2 separate regions of the Zea mays genome follow, and region 2 is linked to region 1. A link is a contact called in public Hi-C data. All regions are on one chromosome and are shown on one strand. Each heading gives the region's core, a stretch centred on a gene start, on an enhancer-like site or on the middle of the called end of the contact. The rest is flanking DNA. Distances are from core to core; before and after follow the strand shown.

What was found. Hi-C and Micro-C count contacts between places; a contact is called where the count stands out from the background.
Region 2: a contact with region 1 is called in a Hi-C map of bundle sheath, with 1.6 times the contacts expected there. The contact joins two enhancer-like sites. A contact is called at or near these places in 2 of 25 Hi-C or Micro-C datasets (bundle sheath and ear).

The regions. Positions count from the first base shown.
Region 1 is chr10:136,006,887-136,010,382 of Zm-B73-REFERENCE-NAM-5.0, forward strand. No RefSeq gene overlaps it. Among protein-coding and RNA genes, the nearest start is that of TRNAP-CGG, 11 kb to the left of the region's middle. Within about 2 kb of position 1,690, at least 14 of the 20 cell types and tissues checked have an H3K27ac peak or open chromatin away from gene starts, as enhancers often do. A contact at or near this core is called in bundle sheath, where this site is marked.
Region 2 is chr10:136,278,632-136,282,127 of Zm-B73-REFERENCE-NAM-5.0, forward strand. No RefSeq gene overlaps it. Among protein-coding and RNA genes, the nearest start is that of LOC100192564, 24 kb to the right of the region's middle. Within about 2 kb of position 1,785, at least 20 of the 20 cell types and tissues checked have an H3K27ac peak or open chromatin away from gene starts, as enhancers often do. A contact at or near this core is called in bundle sheath, where this site is marked.

The DNA.
Region 1 (3,496 bases), core at 440-2,939:
GATAGCCTTAGAGGCACCGGGGAGTTTATGTCAACATTTGCGTGAATTTATTAGAAACATTTGCTTTAATAAAAAGCTCCATAATGACCCCGCTGATGTAATCTTTATGTGTTGTTTTCTTTTGGATAACTGGGCACTAATGCAGACAGGGAGAACAAAAAAGACGTTGGAGGCAGAAAGCAAGCGAATGAGAGAGACGACAAGAGAGGTGTTTAATCGCGCACAGGTGGGCTCCGGTGACAAGAAGTATCACAAGGTGACTGTGTTTCTGTCTCACAATCTGCTTGGTCTTCTGATTTGCTAGGCGTGTGTTGTCAGTAAGCTTGCCTTTGATCAGTTATGGTTAGTTCCAGGCAGTTGAGAGTGATCGGCGGTAGACAATTAAGTAAGTGTTTGGTAAGACTTAGTTGATCTAAATAAGGTTTGTAAGTCTGGATTTCTGTGTAACAGTAACACAGATCCCTGATCCCTTTTTTTTTGGCGTTGCTCTGTTGGGATGTAGCCATCCTTGTTGAGTGGCGGGCCTCGTGACCTGTGTTGGTTGTAAAAACTATATCGTTCTATTTCTTAATGAAATAGGGGGCGCTACCCTTTTGGTAAAAAAAGTATTTGAGCATTGTAATTCATAATTTAGTTAGTTCGCTACTTTCTGAAATTGAAAATGTAGTCCTCATCATTTTTTTTGGATAAGTCCATAAATTTTATTTAGGACCGTACTTTTTCTTGATGCAAATAGAACCGTACAATATTACTACACCCGTGATTTAATCCGCTGCATAAGTTTTAGAATCCAAGGAACACCTATTCTCGCTCTAAGCATTTTGATCCTTTTAGATGGGTTCTGCAATAACGAGTCTGATTGGCCTCCTTGTGATTTTTACATTCGGCGGCTAGCTGCAAGATGTACTTTCTCACTTTTAAGACTCATCTCTGTCATTGGCTACCTCCTGCACAAGACATTCCGGAGGCTAGACCTGATGAATGGCATATGCATTCTAATGGAAATACGAGAGCATGAAACATATATGTTTTGGTTCATGTGTTCAATCACATAAATCACAGCACAGTACAGGGGCCTGTCATTCTTCATTTCATGGAAGAATTGGTGGACGAATTTGTGAGACAACGAGATGCCCTGCCCCCTTTTCTTTGGAACTTGCGATCTGCAGGCTACAATCATTTTTAGAATGCTACTTTCATATCAAGAGCGCAGCTTAAGGGCAAGCTGTTTTTTAAGATGTGGATCTGGGCTTCTTGGGCTTGTAAATATAGAGTAGCTAAGCAAGTGTGGTATTGGACCTGCGTGCCTATTTCGTGCTGGGCTAAAGCTGGTGCCCTCATTTTTTAGGGCGTCCTCAGTTTTATTCTTATTCATGTTTTTTTCTCAATTTTGTTCTTCTAGTACTATAGAGCATAAGTACTATAGAGCATAAGGACAAAACAGAGAAAAAAAACGACTAAGAGTAAAATTAAGAACATCAGCAAAACTAAGGACATCAGCTTAAAAAACCCTACTATGTATGAGGCAGCATACGTGGGTGAGGGATCTAAGATTATTCAGCAAATAGACACACATGACACATCTGTATCTTCATTATAATGTTCCTCTTTCTCTTGTAGTCTTTGGGCAACAGCGCTATCGTCCCATGCTTATCGCCATCGGCCTTCCCATACCTCCGCGGCTCGGTCGATTGCGACGCCGCGCAGAACGGCATGTACCGCTTCCTCAGCCGTCGGACGAGCTGTGCCTTTCTCTCGTGCGTTGGCTCTCCACGGCGTTTCGTTTTCCTCCTGCCGCTGCATGGTCCTTTGTGGCGGGGAACGCTGCCCCGGTTGCCATCCCCGGAGGTGCACGCCGGCCTGCAGTGATTACTGGGAGATTAATTGGGTGTCAATTCCCAAAAGCTTGGCTTCCCTGACCAAGCTGCGTTGTGAGAGTTCAATGTGATGGCGTTCACGCTGAAAAGGCCCCAACCGTACGTCCTTCTGACCGGATCATCTGATTTACCAGTACGCCTCCTTTAACTTGAACCAATCAGGCAAGAAAACGCGCAGATCCGGTGTTCTTGTACGCACTGATCAATCGGCCGGCGCCGTCGGCCGTGGTGGTGTGAACGAGCCAACGAGGTCCCTGACGTAGTGACATATCTCCAGACTGCGGCGGGGCTCTGGTTGGTCAGTAGCACAGCTAAGGTCCTGTTCGTTTTTATCAAACCCATGGGGATTGAGAGTGATTGAATCCCCTACAAGTTAAAATTCCCCTCAATTCACTCCAATCTCCCTCAATCCCCATGGATTAGGATGAAATGAACAAAGCCTAAGGGCTTATTCGGTTATTTTCAATCCATATGGATTGAAGGGGATTAATACGAATTGGGAAGGATTTTGACTTACTAGGGATTGAAACCCCTCAATCCCCCTCAATCCATATGGATTGGGGTAGAACCGAACAAGCCCTAAGTGGGAATTGGACCGGCCTAGTTTGGTCCGGCTCTATAGTGATTTGAGTCAAATGCGCCCAGGTTTATAAGGCTATTTTTTTTTGATCGTATTGTATCAATCTAAAGAGTACAAATGGTGGTCCAGTCCAGTTCTAAAGAACGAGCGCGTCTTCATTGGATCGTACCGGCTTAAGTCCGACCCATATATTTAAACCTTATAAAATATAAATATTACATCTAAATAAAGTTCATAGCCTACTAAATTAATGATATTAAATAATATAATCATAATTTGACCGTATAAAGTCTAAATATTACAACCACAAGTCCATAACTTACTAAATAAAAAATTAAATAATATGAGCTTTGTTATTTTCGTGCAGACCCAAGCCCGACACCACTGTGTTGTGTCGTGCTAGGGCTCGATAGGTCGAAATTTGAGGTCTGACTAGGCCTGTCTTCGAGGCGTGTTAGCTCGATCTATATTATTTTGTGTCTAGCCATGCTTTGTGTTTTTTTTAACCGTGTTTATGCTGGCCTAAAAATCCGATCCATATTTCTGTTAGAATTATAGGCATTTTCCGTACCATTTTAATTCCATAAATTAACATTATGATGATGACATATAATAGATAATCAAACATAGATAACATGATCTCAAAAATATCCATAACAATATGGATCATGAGAACACAAAGCATATGAAGCATGTAAATCATAAAATAAGTATATAAACATGGTTCATGGATTATTGCGGAACAACTGGAAATAAACAGATAATAATATAAACAGGATGACTGTAAAATTAAGACAGACAGATATAACATATTATAATACGATAGAACAAAACTACATACGATATATATAATATGCAGAATATAAAACTGTAATGAACTGAATTGATCATACCCTCCCATGCGCTCCGAGGATCCTGATCCTTGTCCAACTTCTCTTGTCATCCGATCGAGATGAAGACACCAAGAACCAGCGATGAAGACACCGACAGACGTTGGGCAGTCGCGTAGACGCTCCCCAAAAACCTAATTGCCGATCCC
Region 2 (3,496 bases), core at 535-3,034, 270 kb after region 1:
GCACTCTCGGCGGCACAGGCGTCCCGGCGCGGCAGCGGCCCTGCGCGCTGCCCGGCGCGGCGGCCCCCGGCCTCGGCAGCAGGCGAGGCCCCTCGGGCGCGCGGGCGCAGCCCCTCGACAGCGCAGGTGCGCCGTCCCCGGCCCTAGCCACGACGCTGGTACTGCGGATCCGACCCCGGTGCGGGAGCGGGCGTGGCGGCTGCGCATGGCGCAGCGCGGGCGCGGCCGCCCGGCCATGGTACGCGCGAGCGCGGGCGCGACCCAATTGCTCACGGCCTCGGCGTCCTCTTTTGGCTAGGCGTGGGCGCGACCGCAGTCTCGGGTCGACGGCAGGCGGCCTCGGCGCGGGCGCACAGCCCCGGCCAGGCGGGCACGGCGGCCCGGCGGCAGCGGCCCCGGCAGCGCGCGGCAACCGGCGCACGACCCCGTCCAGGCGGGCACGGCGGCCCGGCGCGGGCTCTGCCGGCCAGGGCGAGTGTTCCTCCGACCATGGCGCGGGCGAGGCCTTCCAGCGCGCTGCGCGGGCGTGGCCCAGCGTCCAGCGGCCCTGACGCCAATGCTTGCACCCGTGCGAAGCCCCGTAGCCAGCAATTCCATTGTTTGCATGAATGAAATCATCGAGACGATTGACACATAATAAATCCTTACAGACTTGCTGTAGATTCATAGTGCTAGATGTGGACAATAAAGCGTCGCTGTATGCTTCTCCTTTTCTTTTTGGCGTGTGTAGCGGCATCCTTTGTTCCTGCCTGGCGTCATCCCACTTAGTTGTTCTTTTGCATTATGATTGAAAGCCTTCATGCTTCCTCGGTCAATCACCGGTGCGCACTGGGAGCATCGCCGGAAAAAAAATCTTCCGCTAAGAGTAGCTTCTTTCTTCTTTTCTTCTCTGATCTCGCGAGCAGTGCTGATAACGTGTTGTAATCTACTCCGTGGTAACGAGATTGAGAGAGACAAATGACAGCGATGTCCTTTATTGCAGAGGAGATTCTGTTTATATACAAGCAAAGGTGCATCCCCAAGGGATGTGTCCCTTGGGGAGAAACCGTCGCGCTCTTTGGAGTGGATTGGTCACAAAATATTGTAACAAAAACAAAGAGGCCGGCCGAGTGTGTGTGCCTTTGTGGTGGGGTACTGGGGTGGAGGCTGGAGGGAGGGACGGGGCCCGGCGGAGAGGGAGGACGCCCTGGCTGACTGGCGGCAGATGCAGAAAGAGATCAGGGAGAGAAAGCAAGCGAGGGGAGCCTACAAAAGGAAGGGCTGGTGGCGCATGTACTGCCATGTCGTACGCATGTGTGTATCTACGATCCATCTACCCCCTGGCCGATCTGCTGACACCTTTCCTTCTCCCAGCACGAAACGCAACGGCGCGAGAGCTACGACCTCTAAAGACTCGATCGATCCACCTCTCTCTAACACTCTACTCCGCCGGTTTACACGATCCACGAATCCTGCCATGCGTACACCTGTACGTATCGTATGCAGGTCTGTAGCAGATCATCAGTGGTAGAGAGCGATCGTGGTTCTTCCGGTACCGGCCCTTCTACAGCATGGGCCCCGGGCCGGACGGCCATGGTGATGCATGGATATGGCCAGACGGCCATACGCGGGGGAAATTGACGAACCGGGGCATATGCATGCGGACAAAACAGGGAGCGCGGTTACCTAGAGGTGGGTGAAACGGAACGGCCGGCCTGCGCCGAGCGCGGCGGACACGTACCCTGCTCCCCTGCCGCCGTGGGCAGGGCGGGCGCGGACAACGAACTGGGCCGGGCTGCTGCGCTGACATCTATCGCCCCCTTCCCCGTCGGAGCTAGTACACACACACACGTATTGCACAGCCAATGCACGCCCGGCCCCCCTCACGCCGTCACGCGCTGCATGCATGGGGCCATCTGTACCGCAACCGCTCGCGGCTCGCCGCCATCTATCTATCGCCCCCGGCCCGCGCGCCGTGACACACATATCGCACGTCCGCTCTGCATGCCTACGGCCATCTGTACCTCCTCTGTGCCTCTATCTATCCGGACAGCCGCCATCGTCACCCAGCCTGTGTACAACGCCCGTGGTGGAGATATATAAGGTGTTTGTTTGATGAATTATTTTATCTAAAATAAGATAGATTATGGGTTCATTAATTAAATTTGGTGGGACGATCACATTTTTAACTATGATGAATAATGTAGTGATAGATTAACTCATTCTATTATACAAAGCAAACGAAAAAAAAAAGTAAGGAGTGATAAAATGAACTACCTCATTACCATTACTGCGCGCTGGCCAACAATTAAGATCCTTGCGTAGTTGCGTCAGCTACCTATATAGATCGGAAAAGATGTTTGATTTGCCTTCATGCATGCAGGAACGGAACGCCACTGACAGGATGCGTACGTGTGTATATTTACCGCCACCGCTGGTGTGCATGGCGTGGGTAACCAGTTAACGACTCCAAACGGCAGAGCGAGACGGGTGGGTCCCCAGCTGAGGCGGACAGTTGCGATGAGGCTGATGAGGTGGTCGCGCCCGCGGCAGGACAACATGGTTGGCTGTGGGCCGGCCCGTACTTGTAGGCCCATGCATAGTGCGTGGGGTAAGGCGGTCATTTTCTCTTCTATTGGTGCCTGCGCAAGGGCTGGGCAAAAAAATATCGAAACTCGAACCTGGAATACCTGAATCTAAACCCAAAATACCCGAAATCCGAATTTTGTTCGGTAATTTCGGGTAGCAACTTGCAAAACCCGAATTTATTTCGGTTATTCGGGTATCACAATCGGTAACCCGAAATATCTGAACTTTCATGTGTCATTTACTCATGTCATGTTTAATTATTAATTTGTACATCTATAATTATGTGTAAATGTGCATAACTTGTGATTGTAAATTGCATGTGTTTTATATGTCCATGTATATCATTATTTAAACTATATTTTTATACTAATTTAATAAGGTGTTTGTGTTTTTATGAAGCCAACACAACAGTTCGGGTAGTTCGAAATTACCTGAACCCGAAATTCCGGGTACCCGATTTTTCGGGTATTGTAAAATCTGTTGTAATTTCGGGTATCAATTCTCAAAACCCGAAATTTTAAATACCCGAATTATCGGACCCAAAAATTTAGGGTAACCCGAATCGTTCACCCCTACCTGTGATGTACGCGCGCGTATGCCTGTACCCTGACAAGGCGCCTCTATGAAATACCCAGAAAAATCTACCTTTGTATACGTACACGCACTTTGTTCGATACGTGTCTGCTCTTAGGGATCGTAACGTGCGAAAATTTAAGGACTATTTGTTTCGTAGTTAACTGTGTCACGCTTTGACTAAAATTAGTCATCAGAATTAAATAACTAAACTTAGTCAGAAAAATTAGAGAAAGTGTGGCAAATTAAACACGGAACCAAACATACCCTTAAACTTGGATCCACACAGCGAGAGTCGCATTCGATCTTCGTCCAGATATTCACTAGAACCATCCACACTTACTCTCTGATATCA